Regions from separate parts of the Callithrix jacchus genome. Here region 2 is linked to region 1. Evidence: chromatin contacts called from public Hi-C data. All regions are on one chromosome and are shown on one strand. Each heading gives the region's core, a stretch centred on a gene start, on an enhancer-like site or on the middle of the called end of the contact. The rest is flanking DNA. Distances are from core to core; before and after follow the strand shown. Region 1 holds the start of DMRTA2 (DMRT like family A2). Region 2 holds the start of CDKN2C (cyclin dependent kinase inhibitor 2C).

Region 1 (7,250 bases), core at 1,709-4,208:
GAGGGAGAGCGAAGGAAGCGGTTGTCCAGAGGGCGTTAGGAACGCGAGAAGGGGGATTACATGGGGAAAAGAAACGAGGGTTTCTTAATACCTAGGGAAAGCAGTGGGGTGGGGGTCGGTTAAAGGAAGTTGGATTTCTTAACAGAGTTGGGAAGTAGCCGAGGGAAGGGGCCTGTGGAGAAGCGCAGAGCGAAGGAAGATGAGATGCGCAGGTTTCCACCTGGGGAGAAGACAAATGGAGGAAGCAGGGACTTGCCTGAGTTTGGGTAACAGCGGGAAAAAGGGGTGAAGTGCAAATGCTTCAGAAGCGGAAGAACAGAGTTTCTGTACCCACGCCCCATACCCGACGCTAGGCGAGCGGTGAACCCTAGTAGTCGGGGCGACTGGACACCGGGGTTCTACTCTTTCTGAACAGTGACAAGTTCCTGGGCCGCGTACCCCAGAGCTGCGATCCTGCGGCCTGGCCGCGCTCTCACCTGCGCCCCCTGCGCCCGCGGCTCCGCCTCCAGTCCCCGCGGGCGCTCCCGCTCCAGGTCCCCCGCCGTCGGCGGTGCACACTGAACCGAAGACCTCGTAGGCGGGCCTCGGGGGGATGATGCCGTTGGCGGCGGCCAGCGCCAGCCCCTCGGCAGTGCCGTAGAGCAGCTGCAGCTCGCGCGCCTCGTTCTCTTCCTGCGCCTGCTGCCTGCGCAGCGCCACCTGCGCCGCCATGACACGCTGGCGCTCCGCGATGAGCGTGCACTTGGCGCACAGGCAGTCCTTCCAGCGACAGTAGCGTTTGTGGCCCTTGAGTGCAGACACCACGCCATGATTGCGGCAGCGTGCGCACTTGGGGGTCCGCGGGTACTTCTCGGCTGCCCGCAGCAACAGCGGCGGCCCCCGCAGCAAGCCGCCTGCCACGCTCACCGGTAGTGATGCGGCGGCCGCCGCGGCCGCCGCCACCGACGCCACCGACGCCACAGGCGGCCCCGTCGCTGTAGCCGCTGCCGCCGTCGCCGCGCCGGGCACGCTGGGCAGCTCCGAGCGCAGCTCCATGACACGACCTGATGGGAAAGAAGGTGGGAGAGGGAAGAAACCCCGGTGAGGAGCACACCGCGCGATAGGCTGAAGCTCAGCCTTGAGGAACCCAAGTTGGAAAGGGAAATTTGGGCAGCAGAGGCTGGGCTAGCGGGGCCCGAATTGCTGGGAAAAGGAGCAGTCGGAACCTCCTCCAGAGCCCGAGCGCCTCCTCCCTAGACTCCCCACGGCTGCTCTTAGACCTGCTTTACACGCTGGGGGTTAGATTTTGTCTGAATCAGTGATTCCGCTGGAAAAAAAATAAAGTGACATGTAAAGTGTGAAAGTCACTGATTCGGATGGATGTAATGAGCATTTGAAAAAGGAAAGATGATTCTCTAAAGTTTAGCCTAATTGGGGTGAGACGGGCTAGAGAAATGTTAGTTTGACGGGACTGGGATTAGAGAGACAGTTTTGGCCCAGAAGTTAGGAAGATGCCAAGGGCAAAACAGGAAAACCGGGAGCAAAACGGTCAGTTAGGTTGAAGGGTGAAGGGAAGGAGAGAGAGGCGGAGTTGCAGAGTTGAGCTGGTTGGGCCAGAGTTTTGTTTCTTTTTGTTTTTAATGCAGGTTGGGACAGAAGCGTTGGAGAGAAAAACCAGGAGCAGAAAGAATAGCTCTAGGAACTAGAGTGGGAGCGAGGAAACAACTCCGCCAAAGTTAGGCCCAGTGGCTCTGGGACCCGTAAAAATGTAAGCCCCAAAAAGTTCCACCGTGCGGGCCTCCAGAGAGTGGGAGAGAAAATATATGTAGATTTAGTTTAGGATTGGGAAGTATTAAAGAGAAAAATTCAGCTAAAGAAACTTTCTGTATAAGCAAACGCAGCCCAAAGATGAGCTTCATGGGCAAGGAAAACAGTGAAAAGCAGCTGATCTGGGGGGTGTCCGGGATCCAGGGGCCGCACCCGGGAGATGGGGAATGTGTAAGAAAAAAAAAAAAAAAAAACCCACAAGCAAAGCCTGGGGGAAGGGATTGGGTAAAATCTGTGGTGCAATTTTTTAGCCTCGCAGTCTGGAGAAGTCGGGGCAGAAGACGTATCCTGAGAAAAGTTCGGTAATTCGGGAAGGGGATCTTTCTCGAAGACCACCTCACACTGTCCTCCCTTACCCTCCCCTCCAGGTTTAGGGACAGAGTCCTCAGACACGCCCTCCCCGCCTTGGGGCCCCTGGGGACCCCGCTCAAGCCCAGGCTCCTGCGTTCTGATCTCAGAGTTGGGGTCCTAGAACGCGCATGGCCCAGTAGGCCTCACCGAGCCAGGGGAGTCGCCATCCGAAGTGGCCACAAACGGACACTGGAGTCCCACTCGCGCCGCAGCCCCGCAAGGCCCAAGCAGGCCCAGCTCACCGCTTCCGCCGCGGTCTCCCTCTGCTTCCCGCTTTCTCTGTCCCGCCAGAGCCCGGGACAGAGTCGTCGTGTTTCCGTCCGAGAGTCTCAGACCTCCTCTCTAGGAGCCTCCTCCCCCAGAACCCTCGGGCCGCGCCGTCCCTAAGGCCCACGGGGCCGGGCCTCCTCAACAGGGGCGGCAGACCAGGTCGCCACCCGCTGCTCTCCCTGAGGCCCTCAACTACCTGCCTAGGGCTGCGGGATCCTCCTCCTCCGCCGGCGCTGCACACGCCTCCCGGCTCCACTGGCGACGCTGGCGTTCTTGGCCTCTTCGCCTTGTCCCGGGCCCCTGATCTGACTACGTCACCCTCCTTCAGTCACCATGTCCAAACTTCCGGACCCCTCAGAACGCAGCGCAGTCCAGCTCTCCCTTCAGAAATCCGGGTCGGAGGCCTGTCTGCCGGCCGCCTGGTTGGAACCCGTGACCGGACTCTCTTCGTGCCGCGTCCCCTCGCGGTGCTCGCGGGACGCTGCGCGCAGCCGGGGCCCAGTTGCCCGGCGCTGCCAGACTCTCAATGAGCAGCTCGCCAGCTCTATTGTTGCTCCTTAGGGCTCCATTAGACAGAATTGGACAACAATGTGGCTCCTGCCATTGGCCAGAGGAGGCAGACGGCGCTCTGATTGGCCGGGCCCGCGCCCGGGGAGCCCCGCATTCTACAGTGTCCGAAAGATTCGAAACTCCAAAAGCTCCACTGTGTGCCTCCGGGAGGGGAGGGGGCGCGCCAGGGAAGGAGTGGAAAAAAGTGGGCGAGGAGAAGCGTTGAAAATTTCGTGACTTGTAGTTTCCGTGCGCCCGAGAGCGTGTGAATTGCTCCTAATTACCGTGTCCGGTGCGCCTCTCTGCGTAGACGTGTGTAACCCCTCAGCTTCTGGGGCGCCGGCTCGGCTGCGCCGCTCTCACTGGCCGGGGGCGCTTGGCAAAGCCGAGCTTCCCAAGTGGCCCTGGAGCACTGGGGCGGGATGGGGGGCAGGTGACAATTCAATTACTGCGGTTGGGGTGTGGGCGGGACAGGGGTGCGGGGGTGAGGAAGGGAGGGTGTTCAAGGCATAAATGCCATGACGATTTTTCCTGTCTTCTTCCTGCTATGTTTCAGCGCGCTCCCTAGTCCGAAGTTGGGGGCTGCTTTGGTTTTTTTCTTCTGTCGCCTTTAAAGCTCAGTTACTTTATTGTAAAAGTCCTGATACGATAGGCATCCTGGAGGGTAAGTGTGGTTTATGAAGATTTTTGTGTTTAAAAGAGAAGCCCAGAGAAGATAAATGAGATTGCGCTTCCTGTTGGTGCCCGCCGCGTCCCTCGCGCCCTGAGCCTTTCCTCTCCCCTCCCGTCTTTCGCGTCCCTCGGCCCCTTCTGCTCCTTCTTTTCCTCATTTTTCCAGCATCTCGATTTCTTTTTCGTGGTGGTGGGATTCTTTTTGTCGTTGTTGTAAGTGAACGAACAGCCCCCCACCCCTTTTTTTTTTCTAAACGAAAGTAAAAAGTGGCCTCTGTGTCTTCGCAGATTCTCTTAGACTCAGGACGCTCACCCGTCTGTCGGTCCTTCCAGGCAAGAGACAAAGTCACTGCGGGGAGGCCCCCGGGGACAGTTTTCAGTTTTAACTTTGGCCTTATTCTCATCCTGCCCTGATGTCGCGGCCCTGAGGAACAGCTCCTTCTGAAGAGGAGGTAACAGGTTTCAGATTTTGTTTCCTTTTTGAAAGGCAACATCTGGTATTAGTGCCGCGGCCCTCGGGCGGGTTGCCCTCGGTTTCTGTAGCTCTGATTCTATCTCTGTGTCTTTTCATTCTGTCTTTCCCTCTAATGCCTAATGTTCTGTCACTCTCGCTTTTATTCTCTCCTTTTCTCTCTCTCTCTCCTTCAGAGTAAAGAACATTCGTTTAAATAATGAGGAAAATGAGCGTTCCGGTCGTTCTCCTTTCCACTCTTTACCATGCGTTTCCGCGTTGCTCTTTCGAACCTCCAGGCCTCCGGGAATTTGGGCGCGCAGACTTGGCCCGGGGAATCGCGGCTTAGGACGCAGCCCCTCCCGCCTGGCACAACTACTGGGCCGCGCCCCATCAGTCTATTCGCCGCTTCCGAGCCCAGGGGTGGGGGTGCAGGAAGGAAGGTGCGACCGAGGGGCCCCCAACCGAAGACCGAATGGGCCCCTAACCTGACGCCCCGGGAGAGCCCTGGAAGAAGCCTACCCAGAGGTTGAGGCTGGAGGGAGGCCCTGGTGGGGGTGATGCGCCGGAGGACCTGGCAGAGAGCTTCCAGGAAGTTGACCAGGCCCCGGCGCGAGGGCGCTCCGACCCGGACAAGGTCTAAGATAGCGTAAAAACCTGGTCACTCGCTCTCCGGAAATGCCACTCGCTGGAGTCTGTGAATGGGTTTAGGAGAGAGAATAAGGGGTCAGCCCCCGCGAGGGTCTCCCGCGTGAGGTGAGGGTAAGGGAATGTTTCAGGGATAATATGTTCTCTAGGAGCGCAGGACCCACACCCCACCTTCCAACACCTTGAGGTTCCGCGGCCAAGTACGTCTACGCCCCGGCTGCACTTGCGGAGGGATTGGGGAAGAGCGCCGATCACCACCGGATTCCCTGTAGGAGCCCCAGGCGCCTGCTCCCAGAGCTCCGAAAATTGGACAAAATTTTCGGGAAATTATATTAAACCTAAAACGAAATAAACTATACAAATCTGCCTAGCTTTGGCGGGGGGCGGGGGGTCAGGTATCCTTCTTTGCTCTTGAGGCCAGGCCATCGTGAGATTTCCCCGCTCCGGGTCGAGGGTCCCGCAAAAGCCAAGGGTAGAGCCACAAGGGCTCGGGAACCGAGGGGTCACCGCAGATGCGTGAAGGACTTCATTTTCTCAGAAGGGGGTGGAGGAGCATCCTGACACCTAACACAGCCCAACCAGAGGGAATCCGCCCACCCCTGGTGGAGGCACCTCTCTCTTCTCTCATTCCTTTCCTCATCCCCAAAGGTCTGGGACCCACAGCCTTTTCTCCCACTCCCCGAAGGTTAGGGAATTCCTGTGAGTGAATGTGTTAAGGAGGAGGGCAAAATAAACCCGTCCTGGGCCAAGGTCATAGCACTCACACTTAGACCAGGCAGGAATCCTCTGCCCAGCTTCGCAGGCCACTCCACGGGCAGTTCCTCCTGATTTGGAGTGGGTCGGTCGGAGGGGAAAGGAAGGGCATGGCTCTACTGAGCCGCCAGCACTAGAAGAGCACGCCCCGGTTGAGGCAGTAGGGGCGACCCCCACACACACACAACTAGCTTCACACTTGGACACACTCCCTCCTCCGCAAGTGTGACCACTCTCTGCAAAGTTTGGAACACACTCTCACGCCGGCATTCAGAGAGCACCCTGGGCCCTAGGCTCAACTCTGATGCTAGCCTCCCGCCAAGGGGACCTTTTCAGTGAGTTTGACCTCACAGTGTTCTCATAAACATGTCCTCATCCTGGGACATCCACTTGGTATGTAACACTCCCAGACTCCCACAGATTTCCACCTCGGTGACTGGACACCCCGACAGAAGCACATCCTCACGCACGTATGCCCTGGTTTATGCGCAGACCTCCATCCTTACTTCTACATTTGGGCCCCAGGCAGAAAAAGCCACAGCCTTCCGGGACAAATGAGTCGGCTGAGAGCAGAGGGCCCTCCTCACACATTCACACGAATCCTCTCAGCTCAGAATCATTTGCTGACGCCTCTGCAGTGCCAGGGGCTTGGGGACCGACCGGGTGAGAGGACCCAGCCAAGAAAATCCACCCCATCCCTATTCGCCCCTGGCCCCATCCCCCACCCCCACGCCCAGGCAGTGGTGGCGTCCAAAGGGACTGCACTGGGGTGAGGCTGGGGTTGAGGTCCTAGGGCGCTGAACCGGCTCGAGGCGCGGCTTGGGAAAGGGGGCCGAGGGTGAGGAGTGTGGCTCTGAGTAGGAGAAGAGCCAAGAGCGCCGATGGGGGACCCGGGAGGCATTGACTTTTGCGCTGTTTGCCCGCGGCCTCGGAGCAAGCAGACGCCATCTGTTTGCCGGCTGCGACGCGTCCCGTTTAATTACCCTCCCGGCAGCCTAATAGAGATGATATTAAACTAAATCTTTCTGACATTAAAAGTAATTATCCCCAAACCGGTGGCTCCGGGACGGAATGGCCCCTCCCGCACCCACCCCTTCCTTGGCCGCGCCGGATTCCGTTAGTTTGGCTGATACTCTTCGCCCGGGAATGGGCGCAGAAGAAAGGGGGAAGATGCCTGTGGGAGAAGGAATCTCTACGAGTTGCCCGTCACGCGTTTTCCCCCACGACCACAGACGCTCCTGTTATGTGGACACACGCACGTGTACATATAGACACGTAGCGACATTTTCCTCCAGATCAACTCATGAGTCATGCTGATTAAGACCCTTAGCCGCTCACGCCCTCTGTGGATAGGGAGACTCGCAGCTTGGTTTCCTGTCCCCGTCCTCTGACACTGCTAAAATGGTCATTTTCCGTGGTCATAGCCACGGATCTATGCCGGAACCAGGAACCTGTCATAATTGCGAAGCCAGAAAGAACTCCTATGGTGGCGCCTGGTTTCTCAGGCGCTCTTCCAGCTAAGGGCCAGGCGCCCAGCGATTTCCCTACAGTGTCTTACTGAAGTCGCACCTCTCTCTGCGAGGCAGGTCCTATTATTCCACTTGTCAGGTGAGAGAATGGATTCGGAGAGGTGAGATGACTTGTTCCACATCTCACAATTAGTGCGTAACAGTGCAAAATCAAACCCGGGAGTACCGTCATCCAACGCCAGGTCTGTCTGCACAGTGCAGGCGCAGCGGACTGGCTCCTG
Region 2 (7,250 bases), core at 3,504-6,003, 590 kb after region 1:
TACAATTTGCCTTCCATGCTGCTTAGTTTATACCATTCCCAAAGACACTGTTTCTTCTCTAGGCCTAACGCTTCATGGTTGGATACCTAGCATCCAGAGTAATTATCTACTATAGAGAAAAGAAGGGAAGAAAAATAAATACTGAATTAGGAGAAAAAATCATTTTTCATTTCTCCAGAATTCCATTTTTTGTTTTTCTCCAGAGAAACAATTTTATTTAAGTGTTGTAAACCAAAAGAAGGAAATGTAAAGAAATTCGGTCCATGCAGAAGCAAAGTCATTTTAATTTATTCATTCTCATAGTTGGCCCACAGTAGGAGTTCATGGAGCTCAGCCTAAGTTAAATACAGATCTTTTTCTAGAATCTCCATGTTCTTTTAAAAGAAACTTTTATATCATTTTTATTTCAAATATAAATAATAAATATTATTTCTCATGCCTGTAATCCCAGCACTTTGGGAGGCTGAGGCTGGCAGATCACCTGAGAGGTCAGGAGTTCAAGAACAGCCTGACCAACATAGAGAAACCCCATCTCTACTAAAAATACAAAATTAGCTTGGCATGGTGGCGCATGCCTGTAATCCCAGCTACTTGCAGAGGCTAAGGCAGGAAAATCGCTTGAACCCAGGAGACAGAGATTGCAGTGAGCTGAGGTTGCGCCATTGCACTCCAGCCTGGGCAACAGAGTGAAACTCTGTCTCAAAGAAAAATAAAAACAAAAATAAATAAATAAATATTATTTATATTTTACTAAGTCTTTATTTGAAATTATTTTAGAATGCTTCCTAAGATAGTAATAGTACAGATTGTTCCTATATGCTTTTAGTCCATCTTTCTCTAATGTTACTATCTTATTTAATCATGGTACATCTATCAAAACTAAGAAATTAACACTGCTAGAAACTATTATATTCTAGAGGCGCTATTTGGATTTTTACACTAATGTCCTTTTCTCGTTCCACAGTCCAGTAATACCATATTACTTTTAGTTGTCATGTCTCAGTAGCCTCTTCTAATCTGTACAGTTTCTCAGTGGACACGTCTGAAGAGTCAGGAACTTTATAAAATCTCCCTCAATCTGGGATTGCCTAATGTATTCTCAGAATTACACTGAGTTTATAAATTTGGGGGAAGAGGTGATATGTCCTTGTTACATCATATCAGGGCCATGTGTTATCAACTTGACTGATTACTGGTAGTGGTAACCTTGATTCTTTGGCTAAGATAACCAATTTCTTAAATAATACTTCCTGCTTATAATGTAATTCATGAGAACACTAACGCTACTACACATATGTATTTCATCTAGTGATTTAATGTTGTTTAAGAGACTAGTGGCTGACCCTGGACTGTCAACCAATAAAATAATTTTGATCTGTAAATGCAACTAAAAAGTATAAGGCTTGGAGCCCCAAGAACTGAGTTCAAATTCTATGTCCACTATTTACTGACTTTAAATCACAATTTCTGTCAGCCTCAATTCCCTCATCTGAAAAATGGGGATTATCATAGTCACCTCACAGAATTGCTGTAAAGATTAATATATGCATAAAGATTAATATATGCTCACGCCTGTAATCCCAGCACTTTGGGAGGCCAAGGCAGGTGGATCACCAGGTCACCAGGTCAGGAGTTCAAGATCAGTCTGACCAACATGGTGAAACCCCATCTGTACTAAAAATACAAAAATTAGTTGGGCGTGGTGATGCACGCCTGTAATTCCAGCTACTCAGGAGGCTGAGGTAGGAGGATCATTTGGGCCTGGGAAGTCAAGGCTTCAGTGAGCCATGATCATAACCAAGCCACTGCACTCTAGCTTGGGCAACAGAGTGAGAACCTGTCTCAAAAATGAAATAAAAATAATGATAAATTTTCATAAATAAGTACCCATATGAAAAAAGCCACTGAATCTCAGAAATAAAATGCTGAAGCCACAATTATAAAGTGATTTTTTAAAAAAAAAGCATGCCTGGTGGTGCCCAGTCTGTTTTTCACCTCTCTTGATCTATAACTACAACAAAAAGGAAGACTTTGAGACAAGTTAAAGAAATGATAAATACCACATACACATTTCCAAAAGTTAATCATTCAGAAACTGTGCCTACCTGAGTCAGTGAGGGAAAAGCACAGAATAATTTGACTAGATCATATTTCTATGTCTCTTTAAATGATTATGAACTGCTGGAGAAAATGGTTTTCATGACTGTTAGTATTTAATATCTAACAATAAAGGCTGTATTTCAATATTTGATGTACTTATCATTACAATGTTAAAAGAGAAACCACCACTCTCCATATAGTAGAGAGCTTAATTGTGAATGTTTCTTGTAAGCCATGTTAGAATATAAGCTTATTGAGGGTAGAGATACCCGTGAATCCACTTTAGTAAACTAGGCCTCAATAAACACTAGATTTGCATTGGAGTTACTGTAATACTTATGTATGCCTTCTGAACTAAGACCCTAAGCTCTGCACTGCCAATTCTGGTTTACCCAATAGGCAGATGAAGCATATACTTCAGAGCACCAGCAAAACCAGAATGTAAAAAAAGAAAAGAAAAAAGAAAACCCAAATAATATTTCAGCAACACCATTGAAGAAGCCATCATGGGGGAAAAAAAACAGAACTTTGTTGGACTTTTTTACTCTTATTTTGGGGTTCTGTTATTTTTCTTTTTAGATCTTTATGAGGAAGATGTGGTAGAACATCAAAATCTTTTTAGTGCTTAGGGTCTCCAAAAATCTTAATACAACTCTGTGTACATCTTAAATTATCGTAAATTTGATTTACTGAGTTGTTCAGCAAAAAGTATTTTATTTCATGAAAATTATAGCATGTTTTCCCGTACTTTATATAATCATACAATTTAAGATTCTTCCTCTTTACAATTTATCTCTAAGTAAGAAACCATAATAAATGCTAGAAGGCAATCCTCATTAATTGGACTAAAACCAGTTCTCTCTTATCAGCCAACAGTACTAGTATGTCATCACACCCTCTGACCGTATGAAAAGACTACATAGTTCCCAGAATAATCAAAAGTAAATTATTTTTTATTTCTTACTGGTATAAATGGAATCTTAAATGTTTCTACTTGAAACATCTAAATATATGTAATTTCTTGTTCTGTAGTTCTCATTTCATTCACAATTCAAGTTTAGTTACTTAAGAAGATAACTACTCAAGCCTGTAATCCCGGCACTTTGGGAGGCCGAGGCAGGTGGATCACGAGGTCGACAGATCGAGACCATCCTGGTCAACATGGTGAACCCCTATCTCTACTAAAAATTACAAAAAATTAGCTGGGCACGGTGGTGCGTGCCTGTAATCCCAGCTACTCAGGAGGCTGAGGCAGGAGAATTGCCTGAACCCAGGGGGCAGAGGTTGCGGTGAGCCGAGATCGCGCCATTGCACTCCAGCCTGGGTAACAAGAGCGAAACTCCGTCTCAAAGAAAAAAAAAAAAAAAGAAGAAGAAGATAACTAGTTTTTTTCTCAACAATTACGTTAAAGAAAACACTGCCAGATTTTTCCCAGCTTCAACTCTCCCTCTATCAGCCAGTCTGCTGCTACATAATTATCCAGATGTTTCTGGTGTGTCTTGTTGCTAATACTCTGTGTACTTCAGGGAGAAGGGTACAGATATTGCTTGCGCATCCGCTTGCCAAAGGCCGGTTCTAATTAGACTTGTCATTTTTTGCTTGGTTTCATTTTGACCACTGGGTGCATCATGCAACCCTGTTGGATTAAGAGTATAAAAATATAGAAAGCAATAGTTAACCTATCTCGCACAACTAAAAGAGGAAGTTAAAAGTAATAAAAATTGGTGTTGGATGATTAAGTAAAGGATTAGGAGAGAGACCATTCCTTTACATCTAGACACCCTCCCTAACCCGAGACCCCCGAAAAACCAAGCCGCTTCTAAGTAGTGAGAGAACTTAGGCAACAAAGAAATGACTTTGTTAGAAAACACTTCACACGACTTATTTTAAATTTTGCTTTAAATTTGATTGCTTTTCTCCTTTTTCTCCAATAATTGGACTATTTCAGTTTCTAGTCCTTGATTAAGGCTTCAGAGTTCGTTATTCTTACCTACTTAAGTTTTCATAAAATTCAGTCTATACAAGACTTGCTTTTTGTGAGCACTGCGCTTAGTGGCAGCCCGGATTTTTCCCTCCACCCCCGGGGCCACCTCTGCCCACCGCAGCCGTCTGCGTGGATCTAGCAGGTGCGAGGCCGGCCGAGGCCCAGAGCTCAGCCAAAGCAGCCGAGTTTACAGAGCGCGAGCGCCCTAGAGGAGGCAGCGGCAGCAGAAGGCAGGCCTGGCCGCACGAACTTTGCTAGCCTGGCGGGGGAGCTCTGAGGCGGGCCGACCTGCCCCGCTAGAGCTGGAGAACGACTCCCTTTTTGCCAGCTAGCTCTCCGCCTTCCCGCAACCAGCTCCGCGAGCCTCAAAGGCTCTGCGGCCCTTCTAGACCGTCTTAAATAACAACCCCCCGCCCTCGCCCCCATAGGAATCGAGGCAGCTGGGGGGTTCGCGTCGCAGACCCAACCCGCTAGCAGAAGAAAGGCAGGCCGGGCTTCGCGGTGCCGAACCCCGCTCCAGCTGGGGCCAGGCCGCCTAGCCCGCGGGCGGGAGCCGGCGCGAGAGACTAGACGGGAGGAGGCGGGGAACGCGAGGCGGGAGTGAAGGCGCTGGGCCGGGCGGGCGGAGCTTGCGAGGCGGCTAGCGCGAGCGCCAGCGGGGCGGAGGGCGGGGCGTGGGCGGTGCCCGGCCTTCCCGCTCCCGCGGAGCTGCAACTCCGCCGAGCCTCCTTAAAACTCTGCCGTTAAAATGGGGGCGGGTTTTTCAACTCAAAAAGCGCTCAATTTTTTTCTTTTCAAAAAAAGCTGATGAGGTCGGAAAAAAGGGAGAAGAAACCGGCACCGTCTCTGAGAGGCAGCAGAAGCAGCAATTGTTTCAGCGAAAAAAGCAGCAAGAGAGGGAGGGAAGGAAAAAAGCAAAAAAAGGGGCGACGCGCGAGTGCCTGTAGGGGTGAAGAGAGCAGGGACCGGCGATCTAGGAGGGGATCAGCTACAAAAGAAACTGTCACTGGGAGCGGTGCGTCCAGGGAGTAAGCAGTGCTGCCAGGCTCGTCTCCAGGGCACAGCTGGCTGGCGGCTGCCCTGTCCGCAGCAAAGGGGCACAGGCCAGGGACCGCGAGAGGTTGGCGAAGTGGCACCGGGCGCTGAAGCTGCTGAGCTCTCGCCGAGACGGCGGCGGGACTGGCTGCGCCCTGGAACTGTGGCGACTACCTCTATTCAGAACTTGGCCTACGCTTTCCCGGACTCTCCCCAACTCCGGAGACCCCACAAAACCGGGATAGGACGGCGACGGCGGCAGCTCAATGAGTGCCTGCAGCAGAAAGCCTGAACGAGCTCGGTCGTAGGCAGGAAGTTCCCGGGGGGCTGCCCAGTGCAGCCGCAATGCTGCCGCGAGCTGCCCCAACAGCCCGGGCCCCTTAGACGCTTCCCGCATCGCTCTCCTCCTCCCTTAGGCTGCCGGGAGTCCCGGGACCTGGCGGGGCCGGCATGACGGGCTTCTCCGGGACCCGCCGCACGCCCGGCAGCCTCCGGAGACGCGCGCCGAGCCCGGCTCCCACGGCCTCTGAGGCTCGGCGGGGCTGCGGCTGCCTGGCTGGCGAGCTCCAGAGCTTTCCTGAGCGGCATTAGCTCACTGCTTGGCCCAGACGCGACTAAAGGCTTTTCTGGAGAAGTCCAGAGCACTGGGCAGTAGTTACGACCTGTAACTTGAGGGCCAAGGAACTGCTACTCCCGTTCGCCTTTGGCGATCATCTTTTAACCCCCCGGAGCACGTCAGCATCCAGCCACCGCGGCGCTCTCCCAGCAGCGGAGGACCCAGGATTACCCCTTCGGCGAGACGGATGGAAACCGAGCCCCCTGGAGGACCTGCCCCTGCAGTTCTGCCGCACACGGCTCAAGTCACCACCGTGAACAAGGGTGGGTGAATGTCTTTTCTTCCCCCCGAATGTCTTGCCTTCCGCGGTATTTTCTGCCCCGATCTAGTCCCTTAAGTCTCCACACACACTCCTCACGGAGATCTGTAGCGTAGGTACGTGACAGCTCTGCCTACATCTGACGTCCGGAGTCATTAACCAGGAATGTTTGTGTGTCTGTGTGTCTCTCCGTGGAGTCCTCAGAATTCTTCATAGGGGTTAAGCTAAAAAGCGAGGCGAGGAGCCCCTCTCCAATGGCTCAGTTTTGCTGAATAATCACGTGTGAATCTAGGGGCGGGCTTTTGGCAGGCAGATCTTACTAGTATTTACTACCAAGCTCTACTCCAGATTAACCATCCCAGTCCTTCTGTCAGTCTCCGATGCCATCATGCAGCCTGGTTAGGAGCAAAGGAAAGGGGAAAAAGAAAAACGACTAATTCATCTTTTCCCGATCGTCAGGACCCTAAAGAATGGCCGAGCCTTGGGGGAACGAGTTGGCGTCCGCAGCTGCCAGGGGGGACCTACAGCAACTTACTAGTTTGTTGCAAAATAATGTAAACGTCAATGCGCAAAATGGATTTGGAAGGACTGCGCTGCAGGTTGGTATTCAGAGAGGTGGGGAAAACAGGTCAATAATGTTGCCTACGTGAGCCGGGTTTCTAGAATTATAGCTTTTATGCTTTCAAGGGTTCAAAATTTCACTGTTTTTAAACCTAGTTGGTTGCCATATTTTATATCTTAAGTGGATCCAACTTCTCAAAATGACGTACTTTGAACAAACTCCTGAAATCCAATAACATTCTTGATATCAAGTAGGGTCGAGGTTTGGTCTTAGTTTTTGGAATGTTTTTGTGACGGTGGGGATTTTAAAGTAGTCATAGTAGGGCCGAGGTTTGTTTGCTTTGCTTTGTTTTTAAAGACAGCTTTGTAAACACATTATTATGATTATTATTTGTAGTAAATACACTGCTATTAGTGGTTTCACGTATTTTGCCCTCAATAATTGACTTTATCGTTGATTTTCTTAACTACTGGTGAGGATGTTTTTCCTTCAAATGCTTCAAGTTTTGACAAACGACCTTTCCTTGTTTGGAAGGGGTGCCCTGGGCACCGGGACAGGATGTACATTTCACAGTTAATGTAATACCATCCACTAATTCAGGAGTCGGGAGGAATAAAAAGTTGAATTTTCTAATCAGAGCTCAGCTGCAGTGTCTTTGTCTCTACGGTCAAGCCGTGGTGTGCTCTAATTTTCA

Evidence for each region. A called contact is a pair of places that touch in the nucleus more often than the background predicts.
Region 2: a contact with region 1 is called in a Hi-C map of skeletal muscle, with 3 times the contacts expected there. The contact joins the promoter of CDKN2C here to the promoter of DMRTA2 in region 1. A contact is called at or near these places in 2 of 3 Hi-C or Micro-C datasets (induced pluripotent stem cells and skeletal muscle).

What each region holds. Positions count from the first base shown.
Region 1 is chr7:87,244,579-87,251,828 of calJac240_pri, forward strand. It overlaps DMRTA2 (DMRT like family A2), which reads right to left and starts at 2,959. Exons shown (of 3, transcript XM_002750806.6): 1 at 2,624-2,959; 2 at 477-1,043. The coding sequence starts at 1,035.
Region 2 is chr7:87,835,901-87,843,150 of calJac240_pri, forward strand. CDKN2C (cyclin dependent kinase inhibitor 2C) reads left to right here and starts at 4,754. Exons shown (of 3, transcript XM_009001200.4): 1 at 4,754-5,998; 2 at 6,454-6,593. The coding sequence starts at 6,465.